Regions from separate parts of the Mus musculus genome. Here regions 1 and 2 are each linked to region 3. The links are chromatin contacts, called in public HiChIP or PLAC-seq and Micro-C maps. All regions are on one chromosome and are shown on one strand. Each heading gives the region's core, a stretch centred on a gene start, on an enhancer-like site or on the middle of the called end of the contact. The rest is flanking DNA. Distances are from core to core; before and after follow the strand shown.

The links. A called contact is a pair of places that touch in the nucleus more often than the background predicts. HiChIP or PLAC-seq counts read pairs in DNA pulled down with a chosen protein or histone mark.
Region 1: a contact with region 3 is called in a Micro-C map of muscle stem cells, with 2.5 times the contacts expected there. The contact joins two enhancer-like sites. A contact is called at or near these places in 1 of 39 promoter capture datasets (liver) and 8 of 484 Hi-C or Micro-C datasets (the HL-1 cell line, the HPC-7 cell line, embryonic fibroblasts and 4 more).
Region 2: an H3K27ac HiChIP or PLAC-seq map of embryonic stem cells shows a contact between it and region 3, with 15 read pairs. The contact joins two enhancer-like sites. A contact is called at or near these places in 10 of 484 Hi-C or Micro-C datasets (the Ba/F3 cell line, the CH12 cell line, the G1E-ER4 cell line and 7 more), 5 of 115 datasets of contacts at active chromatin or transcription factors (double positive thymocytes, embryonic stem cells and stem cell-derived neural progenitor cells) and 2 of 9 other capture datasets (adipose tissue and liver).

What each region holds. Positions count from the first base shown.
Region 1 is chr14:21,439,266-21,443,635 of GRCm38.p6, forward strand. All of the region lies in intron 10 of Adk (adenosine kinase), which reads left to right. Among named protein-coding and RNA genes, the nearest start is that of Gm52152, 23 kb to the left of the region's middle. Within about 2 kb of position 1,471, at least 46 of the 459 cell types and tissues checked have an H3K27ac peak or open chromatin away from gene starts, as enhancers often do. A contact at or near this core is called in muscle stem cells, where this site is marked.
Region 2 is chr14:21,472,079-21,475,903 of GRCm38.p6, forward strand. All of the region lies in intron 1 of Gm30363 (a long non-coding RNA gene), which reads right to left. Among named protein-coding and RNA genes, the nearest start is that of Gm30363, 9.6 kb to the right of the region's middle. Within about 2 kb of position 2,258, at least 15 of the 459 cell types and tissues checked have an H3K27ac peak or open chromatin away from gene starts, as enhancers often do. A contact at or near this core is called in embryonic stem cells, where this site is marked.
Region 3 is chr14:21,657,717-21,661,723 of GRCm38.p6, forward strand. Kat6b (K(lysine) acetyltransferase 6B) reads left to right here. Exons shown (of 17, transcript NM_017479.3): 13 at 3,027-3,258; 14 at 3,712-3,871. Among named protein-coding and RNA genes, the nearest start is that of Dupd1, 55 kb to the right of the region's middle. Within about 2 kb of position 2,130, at least 36 of the 459 cell types and tissues checked have an H3K27ac peak or open chromatin away from gene starts, as enhancers often do. A contact at or near this core is called in embryonic stem cells and muscle stem cells, where this site is marked.

The sequences.
Region 1 (4,370 bases), core at 221-2,720, 220 kb before region 3:
CTAGAGCCTTTGAGTTACAGTCTCTCCTGCTATATGGCATCTTGGGTCTGGTGTCTACTGGTGCAGGAGATGAGAAGGTTAAGCAGGCGGGAGTATGCACCAAAGTTGACACTAAATGGCAGGCATCTTTGTGTTTGTTTGTTTGTTTGTTTGTTTTAAAGCAAGTTCCCCAGGCATAGTATTGTGTACCTTTAATTCTAACACCAGAACTCTGTGATCAGGGACACCCACAACCAGATACAAAGGAAAATCAGGGAAACTCAGTAGCCCAGACCAGCCTGGAGTTCACTATGTAACACTCAGCTACCACACCCAGCTTCTAAAGGGCAGGTGTCTTTTTTTAAAAGCAAAAGACTAAATTGACCTGGAAATGACAGAGAGCAATGTGTGTGTGCGCACATGTAGACAGGCTATTGCTTGCTAAAATATCGTATCGGGTTTGCTTTAATTGCATGGTGATGCCTTTAAGAACAAAGGTAATTACATGATAACTTGTGTTACTGCTCCCACATTATCTCTTAATAACTATGTAATTAACTTGTCACTACTGTACAATGTGAAGTTTGATATTACTTACATATAAAGAGCATCGATAACTTCAGTGAACAAGCTGGAGTGAGGCCAGGGACAGAGGCAGTGAGGAAATCACCACATCAGAGCAGTCAGGAAAGCAAAGGATTAATTAGATCGTTGGACCTGTCCAGAGGACTGAAACCAAAGCCACAGCCAACAGCTGCAGAGCTGGGGTTGAGTCATGTGACCTTCTGAAGCTACCGAGCCTGCAGCTGAGAGGATGCTGAGAAGGTTGAGGAGCCGCTGGGGTTGGGTACAGTGCAGAGGCCCTGCACTCTCTGCTGTTTGGAAGAGTTTCTCTTTAAGTAAACATGGGGGAGAGGGCTTGTTTGGTTGTGGTAGTTGAGACAGGATCTTACTATGTCTTCTAAGGTAGACTTGTCCCTGCCTCAGTCTTCTGGTGACTAGGATCACAAGCCAGCACCACTAGGCCTGAATCAACATTAAAAACAATAATAAAGGGAAAATCAGCCAGATGAGGAGGCAGGCACCTGTAAGCCCTTGGGAAGACCAGGGATCCAAAGCTATCTCAGCCAGAGACAGACAGACAGAGTCACACAGACAGACAGACAGAGACAGAAAGAGACAGAGAGAGGCAGAGACACACAGACAGATAGACAGACAGAGAGAGACAGAGAGAGGGAGAGTCAGAGTCACACAGACAGAGACAGACAGAGAGACAGAGATACAGAGAGAGACAGAGACAGAACATACCTAGGACCAACTAGGGCCATGTGAGATACTGTCTAAAACAGAGAGGAAGACATTTCTCATCTCGTTTCACCAGCATCTTGAGTTTGTGTGTGTGTCATACATGGCAAAGATGTGCAGCCCCAGAAACTCTGATTCACTGCTGGTGAAAATGAAAACTAGGATGGCCACTTGGGAATACAGTCTGGCAGTTCCTTACACACTACACATATGCTTACCATATGATCCAGCAATTGTGTTCCTTGGCTGCCCAAATGAGCTGAAAACTTATGTCTGCACAAAAACCTGTACACAAATGTGTATAGCAGTTTTACCCATAAATGACAAGACTAAGAAGCAACCAGCATGCTCTTCAGCCTGTAGGTAAATGAGTACGCAAGCCATGGTCTATGCTACTCAATATGACCAAGCCAGTAAGAGGTGGTAAATGGGGCTGCAGTGATAAGTCACTGGTTAAGAGCACTGGACACTCTTGCATAGGACCCAAGTTTGATGGCACTTCACAACCCTCCATGATTCCTGGACCAGGGGATCTGATTCCCTCTTCCGGCCTCCAAGGGCACCAGGCACATGGCAAATAACTATACACACGGGCAATAACACGGTACACATAAAAATAAATTTTCCAAAAGAAGAAATAAGTGAATGGGGCTGACAAAGTGGCTCACTGTGTAAAGGTGCCTGCCGTGGGGCCTCTGAGTTCAATACCCAGATCCATATGGTCCAAGGGGAGAACTGACTCCAGCAAATTGTCCTCTAACCTCCACATACTCGCCATGGCACAACACACTTAATGTAAAAAAATATATTTGTAAAGTAGTCAGTTTTATGTTACATATATTTTTCAAGGTGCAGGCATCTTAGAAGCTTGGTATGGTGCACATGCCTTCAATCCCAGCGCTAGGGAGGCAGAAGTAAGTGGATCACACTGAGTTGGAGGCCAGCCTGCTCTACATAGGTTGTTCCAAACCAGCCAGAGCTACACAGTAAGGCCCAATCTGAGGGCTGGGAGGGGGGCGCTTAGGCTGTTAATTCATTCACATTATAAAGGAATTCCCTCTCATTTTTAAATATAAATATGAACATTAGGTAAATTTATACATTCTTTATGATTAATAAAGACTACTTCGTGAAGGCCCCACCTCTAATTGATTATGCACTATCTGTAGTTCATCTTTGCTAGGTTTTAAGAATAGATTATTGAAAAGCTGAGACTCTGCAGGGTCCAAAGGTCTTCGCTTTTGTTGGCATCCAGGTTTTCCTTGTCAGAGTAAATGGGACTTCAGTGCACAGCCACGCATCCGTCAGCTGGCTCTCCTCTCAGAAGGAGGGTGCCAGCACTTAGCCTCACAGAATGTTCCACAACATGAGCTTTTCTCACAAAGATCATGGCAGGAAGAATGAGGAAAACAGATGTTGCTCATAAGGGTTCTAATAGATGTGTTTCCATTGTAAGCTGATCGCACTCTGAACCTGGCGTCTGCCCCATTCGCTGTGTGGGCTGAACATTTCAGTCTCAGAGTTTGGCAGAAAGTTTATACTGACCTTTGCCTGTTACCTGTAAACCGTGAAAAAAAATACTCTTGAGAGAATGAGTTCACATTCTTCCAAAGGCATCATTCTATTAGCCAAATTAATTCTCTTCTGTAATTGGGCAAACATTTTATCACCTACGGAGCATTTCCCAGGCCTGGCCAGGGAAAAGAGGAAGGGCATCAATCTGGTGTGCTCTCTGCAGGCCGTGGTAGCCCAGCTTCACATTAACCTCCAGCTCCACCCTGCACCCTAGGCTGCCTGGGCCTCAGGGAAGGCCGGAAGTCCACTAGCACAACAGTTTCTCATTATCCTGTCCTGAATATTTGAGCTCAGAGACAGCTCAGGTTCCCCAGAGGCAGTAGCACAGGTTTTTCTGGTTTTGATCTATCTTATTAGTGACTACACCTTTTTCCTTCCTTCCTTCCTTCCTTCCTTCCTTCCTTCCTTCCTTCCTTCCTTCCTTCCTTCCCTCCCTCCCCCCTTCCCTCCCCTTTCCTCCCCTCCTCTCCCCTCCCCTCCCCACCCCTTCCCATCCCTTCCCTTCTTTCCTGTCCTTCCTTCCCGTCCTGTCCTTTCTCTCCTTTCTTCTGTGTTAAAGTTCTGTTTTATAAACTTTGACATGCAGTGTGCCCTTCACTGTGGGCACACCCACCATCCCATGCCTGTCCAGAACTCTTTCCTGCCCCCACTCAGACATTCGGATTTCCTCCCCTGGAAACTGTCAGACACAGCAAGGCTGCTGTGAGCACTCATTTACAAGTCCAGGCGCATCTGCATTCATTTACCCTGAGCAAACATCTGGAGATAGGATGACTGAGGCATAGAGTAGGTAAATTTAACGTTTTCAGACAATATTTGTTTCTATTTTGTATGTATGAGTGCTTGCCGGCACCTATGTCTGTGCACCACACATGTGCTTAGTGCCCTAGAAGGCCAGAAGAGGGCATTGGAGCCCTTGGAGCTAGAGTTAACAAACAGTTACAAGTTGCCATGTGGGTGCTGGGAATGGAACCATGGTCTTCTGGAAGAACAGAAAACTTGCATTTTTAACCACTACGCCATCCATCTCTCCAGCCCCAAAGTTAACTTTTTCAGGCACTGATGAATTTCCAAAGTGGTCTTATCATTTTACATTCCGAGGGCTGGTAAGATGGTTCACTGGGTCAAGGCACTTGCTTAGCAAGCCTGACAACTTGCACTCAGTCCCTAAACTCAAAGATGGAAGGAAAGAACCAACTCCACAGGTTGTCCTCAGAGGCCCCCGTGTGCCCGCACAGGTCATACACTCAAGCAATGATAATAACTGAAGCCTCCTTAACATTCCCTAAGCCAGAGTGCTCAAGGTCTGGAGGATGCACACCCTTGCCCTGGCTCCGTGCAGATCGTCTTGCTGATGTTGCCTTAGCGAGTGGCAGCCACATTACTGCGATTCCCAGCTGCATGCCTTTAATGGATTATGGTGCTACTACACCCTATGTGAATTTGGCATGTTTCCCTTTGCAGGTTTTGTTTGTTTTTGTTTTGTTTGTTATTGAGTTACTTCTTAAACA
Region 2 (3,825 bases), core at 1,008-3,507, 190 kb before region 3:
GGTTAGAAATGCAGCCCAGCTGGTAGGATTTGTGCTTAGCAAGCATGAGGCCCTGGGTTTCATCCTTAGCACAGGACAGCCTGGGCAGGGTAGGTGGAGGAGGGGGGGAAGAAATCAAGAGGGTCAGAAGTTCAAGGTCAGCCTCATCTATATAGCAAATTCCAGGCAAAGATAGTTGGGTGTGGTGGTATACTCTTTACCTTCCATCTCTAGGAAGGCATAGGCAGGAGAATTTCTATGAGTTAGAAGCTACGCTGGTCTGCATAGAGCTCCAGGTCATCTATATTTAAAAAAAAAAAAAGCTGTCAAGAAGAAAGAAAAGAAAGAAAGGAGGAGGAAGTGAGGAGGAGGAGGAGGAAGAGAGAAGGAGAGTGGGAGAAAAAGGAAGCCAAGCAAAGATGGATAAAATTTCTCTGAAACCAAACCCACACTTAGTACTCTGGAGGCATAGAGGGTAGAAGATAGCACCAGTCCTTTATTCAGGGTTCCGGAAGCCTAGGAATAGATGTGCTAAGCCACCCAGGTCCCTTCTGTCACCAAAAGAGGTCTTGGAGAAAGGCATAAAAAGTGCCATGATATCTAAAGCTGAGAAAGAAGGCAAGGTAGTGTGAATGAGTGGCTTTGGGGACCTGCCAGAGGAAACAGGAACGCTATCCTAATGGTGAGATAGAACGAGGAGAGGGTCCACCCCCCACAGGAAGTTGCAACCACCTAGCACCCAGAACTTGAAGTCTGGGGTGTGAGGAAGGCAGAGAGAGAGCCCTGTGTGGACAGCAGTGTGATCCTTCCTTCTCCATCATAATCCTAACTGTGTGAAACTGTGGAAATGACTCAGACACAGGGCAGAGTCACTGCCACCCCTGGCATAGACAGACCTGCTGTCACCAAGCAACAGAAATTTTCTATAGGATAAATGTAAGCAAAAGACGTCAAAGGGTGGAGGCAGAAAACCACCTTATCCCTGACTTCCCTGGACCTAGAGAGACACTTTTGACTAGTATTCTTTCAGAGTCTGGAGGAATTTTCAATATTTAGCCTTCAAAACAGTGACTGGCAAGCCAGGCTCTGGTAGTACTTGCCTTTAATCCCAGGACTGGAGAAGAAGAAGCAGGAGGATCGAGTTAGAGGCCAGCCTGTTCTACAAACAAACAAACAAACACCAAAGTAAAAATAGCGACTGCAGAGCTGGAGACAGCTCAGTAGTTAAGAGCCTGTACTGCTCTTCAGAGGACCTGAGTTTGGTTTCAAACACCCTCATCAGGTGGCCCGCAGCAACCTCCAATTCAAGGGGGTCCAACTCTTCTGGCCTCTAAGAGCAGTGCACATATATGGCACATATACAGACAAGCAGGTACACATAAATATAAACTAAATGAAAAAATTAAACCCCTAGAGACTGGAACGGCTTTAGCAGGGTCTTTTATATCCCAGGATGATCTGGAACTCACTATGTAGCCAAGAATGACTTTCAATTTCTGGTTTTTAGCCCTTCAACTTCAGAATGATGGGATTGCAGATATATACCACCACATCTGGTTTATATAGTCCTGGGAATCAAATCTGGGAGTTCATGCATGTTAGGCAATCATTCTAACAACCAGGTTATAATCCTGAGCCTTGTGTGTGTGTGTGTGTGTGTGTGTGTGTGTGTGTGTGTTAAAGCCAGGAGATAGTTGTGAATGCCTTTAATCCCAGTACTCAGAAGCCAGCGGCAGATGGATCTCTGTGAGTTCAAAGCCAGCCTGGTCTACAGAGTGAGTTCCAGGGCAGCCCAGGCTGCACAGAGAAACCATGTCTCTAGAAAGAATAAAAATTCACACACAGGTTCTTGAGACTGTAAATTCTTTAAAATGGTTTATTTATGTATTCATTAATTTTATGTGTATGGGTGTTGCCTCAATTGTTTTTCTATTGCTATAACAAGACACCATGGTCAAAGCAATTTATGAAAGAAACTATTTAGCTTGGGAGCTCCAGAAGGTTAACGTCCATGGTCATCATGGCAGAGAGCAAGGCGGCAGGTAGGCAGGCATGGTGTTGGAGCAGCAGCTAAGAGCTTAAATTCTGATCCAAAAGTTGGAGGCAGAAAGAGCTAACTGGCAATGATGTAGGTTTTTGAAACTTCAAAGCCCATCACAGTGACAAACCTCTTCCAAAACAAGGCCATATCTCCAAACCAAACAGTTTCACCAACTTATAGAGGCCACCTCCAGTAGGGAGACAGGGAAGTGAGGGAGGGGGTTGCCATCCCACAGTCACAACTCTGACCTGACCAAGCCGGCCCAGTCAGTCATCAGGTTCTCAAGCTCAGGAGTGAGGGTTAAAAAAAAAAAAGACAGTTAGACAACATTGTAGCATGACCCCAGTTAATTCTGAGACTGAAAGCAAATTTAATTTTCTCAATCCACTTTTTTGTTTGTTTGTTTGTTTGTTTGTTCTGTTTTTCGAGACAGGGTTTCTCTGTGTAGCCCTGGCTGTCCTGGAACTCACTTTGTAGACCAGGCTGGCCTTGAACTCAGAAATCCACCAGCCTCTGCCTCCTGAGTGCTGGGATTAAAGGCGTGCGCCACCCCCACCCCCAATCCACTTTTTATACCATTTTAATTACATGCAAGTATTCAGGGCAAGTAGTACAATGAGGGATCAAGCAATAAACACAAAGCCCCAGGGTCACTCCGGTGATTGCTGTTTCTAAGGATGATCAAGATATCTGAGCCTACTTCTTTGTTCTACCCTAAAACCAGATTCTTACTGCCTTGTCCTTGGCCAATGTCAGATTCCTGCCTGAGCTTACTTCCTTGTCATGGCCAAAGTCAGATTCCCGCCAGAAGCCCATTTCCTTGTCCTTGGCCAATGTCAGATTCCTGCCAAGCATAACCCCCAAAGGCTCTCCACACTGATCTATAATTGTTCCTGTCTGAAAGAACCTCAAGGATGGAATGGAGGGGAGCCTGAGGAAAAGAAGGTCCAGCAACAGGCCCAAAGTGGGATCCAGCTCAAGGGGAGGTCCCAAGGCCTGACACTATTACTGAGGCTATGGAGCACTCACAAAAAGAGACCTATTATGACTGCCTTCCAGAACACCCAATAAGCAGATGGAAGAGTCAGGTGTGGATATTTGCACCCAACCAATGGACAGAAGCTGCTGACCCCGTGGTTGAATTAGGGAAAAGCTGGAAGAAGCTGAGGAGGACCAGCAGTCTCAATTAACCTGGACCCCCAAGATCTCTCAAACACTGGATCACCAACCAGGCAGCATACACCAGCTGATGTGAGGCCCCCAACACATATACAGCAGAGGACTGCCAGGTCTGGGATCAATCAGAGATGATGCACCTAACCCTCAAGAGAGTGGGAGCCCCAGGGAGTTAAGAGGTCTGGTTGGATAGAGGGTGGGGGTGGGGACATCTTTGTCAAGATAGAGGGGTGGGGAGGAGGTATGAGTTTTGGAAAAGTCAGAAGGTGGAGTTGGGGCAGGGAATAAAATTTGGAGTGTAAATAAATATAAAACAAAAAAAGAAGAAAAGATTTATTTTTGATGTGTGGCTGACAGGTGTGGGAACACATACTTGTAATATCAAGTGTGAGGTGGAGGCAAGCAGATCAGGAGACTAAGATCATCTTTAGCCACACAATAAGTTTGTGACCAGCCTGGACTACATATGACCCCCACCTCAAAACAATTATCTATTTTACAGGTAAACAAGCTGCCATTTGAGATTTAAACTCAGGTGTTCTTGGTGCCAAAACCTTAGCATTTGCCTATCCACTAGGTCATGTTACCTACTAGAGCAGATGTAGGAAGAGAAAGAGAGAGGAGGACAA
Region 3 (4,007 bases), core at 880-3,379:
GAAGCTCCTGGGACTTGTCTTCCACACGTCACTTTTCGTCTGAAACAGTAGGTTTCCCCAGGGGTAGTTGAAGTTTTCTGATTGAAAGTGTCCTGCGTTAAGGAGAGGTGTGAGCACGCCGTGGGGATCTATTCACCAGGGGTGTATTGTACTTGTTTCAGATGCTTCAGGACAATACACCGGCTTCCAAGATAAGTGCTTTTTATTTCCCTGCATCTTAGATCAATTATTTGGAATCTTTTTGGTAAGTTAAACTTAAGAGCTTAAACCATCACATCTCTGTAATTAATAAGTCAAATGTTCTTACCAAAATTTACTGTGTCTGCTTTATATTGTAACTGTGCTTTGAGGAGCTGAGAGAAAGTAGGAAGGGACAGAAGGTGGCAAGAAGCCCCTCACTTAACACCCATGTCGCGAAGGACAGCATAGGTCAGCATCAGCAGCTCAGCTCCTTCCAGGCAAGCGCCTGCCGCAGATGACATTTATAGCCAGCCGCTCTTCTGTCGTCAGTGCACAACCAGGAGGCACAGCACCTTTCCAAACAGCACAGATTGTCATTCTGCATGCCATTTCAGTCAACTAGTAAGAAATAAGACATGTGTTCATGGTCATTTTTACTGTTCCTGGTGGATTCTGTTTAACATCAGAGCATCCTCCGTCATGGGGAGATTCCAAATAGTTCTCGGCAAAAGTGCCATTTTCTTCCTGGCTGCAACTTCTTTGAGGGTCTCTGGATTCCCAGAGGAGGAGGAGACACACTACAAGCAGGGCCAGGCACCTCAGGGCATTGGCTTTGGGTGGTGTTTGGTGCTCATCATCCCTGGGATGTGTGCAGGAGGTTCTGACTAAACATTGGGTTTCCAGTCATATTCTCGGCACCCTGAAAAGTATCCCTCCCAACAAGTGCTTGCAGAGTCCCTGCCTCTTCACAGCCTCTGAGTGCACACACAACAGGAGGGTGCTTTGCTGGGAGAGACCAGTGGGCTCAATGTCCATGACACATAGAGCGTGTTACCTTCCACCTATGGGGCAGCAGTCCTGCGCTGCAGTCAAAAGGCCAAGGAATTGTCAGGAGTCAGCCTTTTGACACTGCAGGAGTGGAGGGTACTGAAAGGTTTGTACTCCAGTGCTCCCCAGGGGCTCAGCTTGCTGGCTCGCCTAAATTACCGCATGCTTTTTAGACTCGGGGTACAAGAACAGCTAGGTAAAATTGAAAGGGAGGGTGGGAATGCTTCCCTCTTAGGTCAAAGTGTGGGAACATAGAGACATAATAAAAACCGTGCCTCCAGGGTAAGGTAGTTCTGTGTAGTGGTGAGCGTAGGTGGGAGGGGGAACTGCTTGTAGGCCAAATTTCTGCCTTCAACAGTGGGATTCACATGAATCAGTGAGGGCCTGGGGACTTCCATAGTTAGTCACTGCAGGGAACTTTTAATTGTGGGATCTTGTGGACAAAGGGAACAGTTATCATCCATGGTTCTATACCTGCGCCTCACCCCCCCACCCCCGGCAGAAGTACAGAGCTGGGGCTCCCAGCTGACTAAGTAAATTTCTCAGGCTATGCCAAGCACTTAGGGAGCAGGTGACGGGATACGCCAGTTTTCTGTGCTGAGGTTTGGGCTTCCTCCACTGCTCTGGCAACGCAGCACTCTCCATGTTGACAGGACACGATATGGGCTGGCTGCAGCACAGCAGCTGTCCACGTTAGCATTCCTGACACCGCTGTTGAAAACCTCAGTGTGGCAGAGCGGCACGCGCCGACAGTGGCTTGGCTGTTAAAGTCTGGTGTTTGTTTGCATTCAATACTTAAACAGGACGAGAGGAGTTAAACCAAAAATCTTAGGCAAAACACGATGCTTATTTTATTTCTATTCTGTATGATGACATTCAAATAAAAGCTGTCAAGATGCAGCATGCTGTTGAGGTAGAGTGTCTTTTTCTAGATTTCTGCATTATTTGCAAGTGGTTTTGAGAAACAGGAAGAAAATGGATCCAAGGCATTGATTTCTCTTTGTAACAACAACAGAAAAACTAAAACAGAAAATTCTTGCAAGTGCAGCCATTTTGGAACTGTAGATGAAGGGGAGGAACGCTGATGTCTGGGTTGGTGTAGAGTGGCCTGGTTTGGTGAGTGCTGCCACCTACTGTCTGTGCTGATGTTTGTTTACACGCAGGAGGTTCACGGAGGTGAACCTCAGGGAGGTGAGGCTGTTGAAACAATTAGAGCAAAGAAGCCATCACTACTTGACAGTCAATTCTTCTCTCCTCCATTACTGCCTCTTAATTACCGAGACAGCCACCAGCTTCCGTTCATTTCCTCTAAGTGGGCTTAAAGTCTTCTCATTTCAGAGTTTCTTTGCCAGAAAAGCTGTGCGGTTCGAGCTTCATGTGCTCGTGTATTTTATTTGTAATTGTAGGAGCCACATTCTCAGGTTGGCTTAGTTTTTATGAGAAGGGTAAAAATAGAGCTAGCATCGTAGATTTGCGTTTGCCACCATAGGCGTGAAAGCCAGTGTTTTATTAATACTAAAACAGCTTCAAATCAGCCGCTGGTTAAACGGAACAGGCAGTGCAGGCTGTGTCAGCCGAAGCCCCTTCACTAAGCCCCAGCTGTCAAAGGGTCATCGGGTCCTCTGTGGAAAACAACCTGCCCATTAATGTCGGGGTGGTCCCTCCCCAGGATCCGAGAGATCCTGACATTGAGTATCCGAGAGAATTTCAGGCTTGCAGGGGATTTATGTGTGGAGATTCCCCAGAAGTCTCTTTAGTCTTAGCTTTCAACCTCCGTGACACACAACACCATGTATGTTAGCTGCCACCAGCTGTGTGAATTCGCTTACAGTGTCACCACAAAAGTTGACAAGCAGAAATTTGACGAGGTGACATCACTGTAATTGAGAGAGGTGACGAGCTTGACAGGACACACTTGACCTGTGTGATGCTTTTACCTTGTGGCTGATGACATTGTTCCTAGTCCTGGCCCTAGCTCTGACAACCAAGCTGAGTGCAGTTTTGCTTTTCCTGCCTAGGCTATTTGCTTTCTCGAAGAGAAGGCCAAGCAGGGTCTCCCGAAAAGCCGCTCTCTGACCTGGGCCGGCTCTCCTACCTGGCCTACTGGAAAAGTGTCATCTTGGAATACCTCTACCGCCACCACGAGAGGCACATCAGCATCAAGGCCATTAGCAGAGCCACAGGCATGTGCCCACATGACATCGCCACCACTCTGCAGCACCTCCACATGATTGACAGGAGGGATGGCAGGTGAGTGCCCTGCTTTCTGCTTTCTTGATCCACAGCAGGATCAAGCCTGTTGTTGTTGCTTTTGCTGGTTTTCCATTTTCATAACCTGGGTCAAAGGAATCTGGATTGGCCAGGGACTTTGTTCTTTTAAAACAGTAGCCCAGGTAACCTTCAAACTCATGCGATCCTCCTGCCTCAGTTCTGGATTACAGGTATGCACCAGCATGTCCACCATTTAATCTTGAGTTGGTTTGGTTTGGTTTGGTTTGGTTTGGTTTGGTTTTCTAGACAGGGCCTCACTGTATAGCCCTGGCATCCCTCCATCTCAGTTTGTTAGACCAGGCTGGCCTTGAACTCACAGAGAGTCTCCTGCCTCTGCCTCCCCCAAGTGCTAAGGTTAAAGGTGTATGCAACCACACCCCACTAGCTCTCAGTTTTTTTAATCTCACTTTGTCTTGTCTCCCTATATTACAGGTTTGTCATCATTAGAAGGGAAAAGTTGATATTGGGCCACATGGAAAAGCTGAAGAACTGTTCCCGACCCAATGAACTTGATCCGGAGAGTCTAAGATGGACCCCAATGTTAATTTCTAATGCTGTGGTTTCTGAGGAAGAGCGAGAAGCTGAGAAGGAGGTGATGACGAGTCATCCTGAGTGGTGACTTTTGTCTTGTAGTTGCTTAAGCTAAGAGAGTCATTTGCGTCATTGTGAAAGCTCAGTTATAACGCTTATGAAACGATACAGCGCTAATTTATCCTAACCGATTAAGA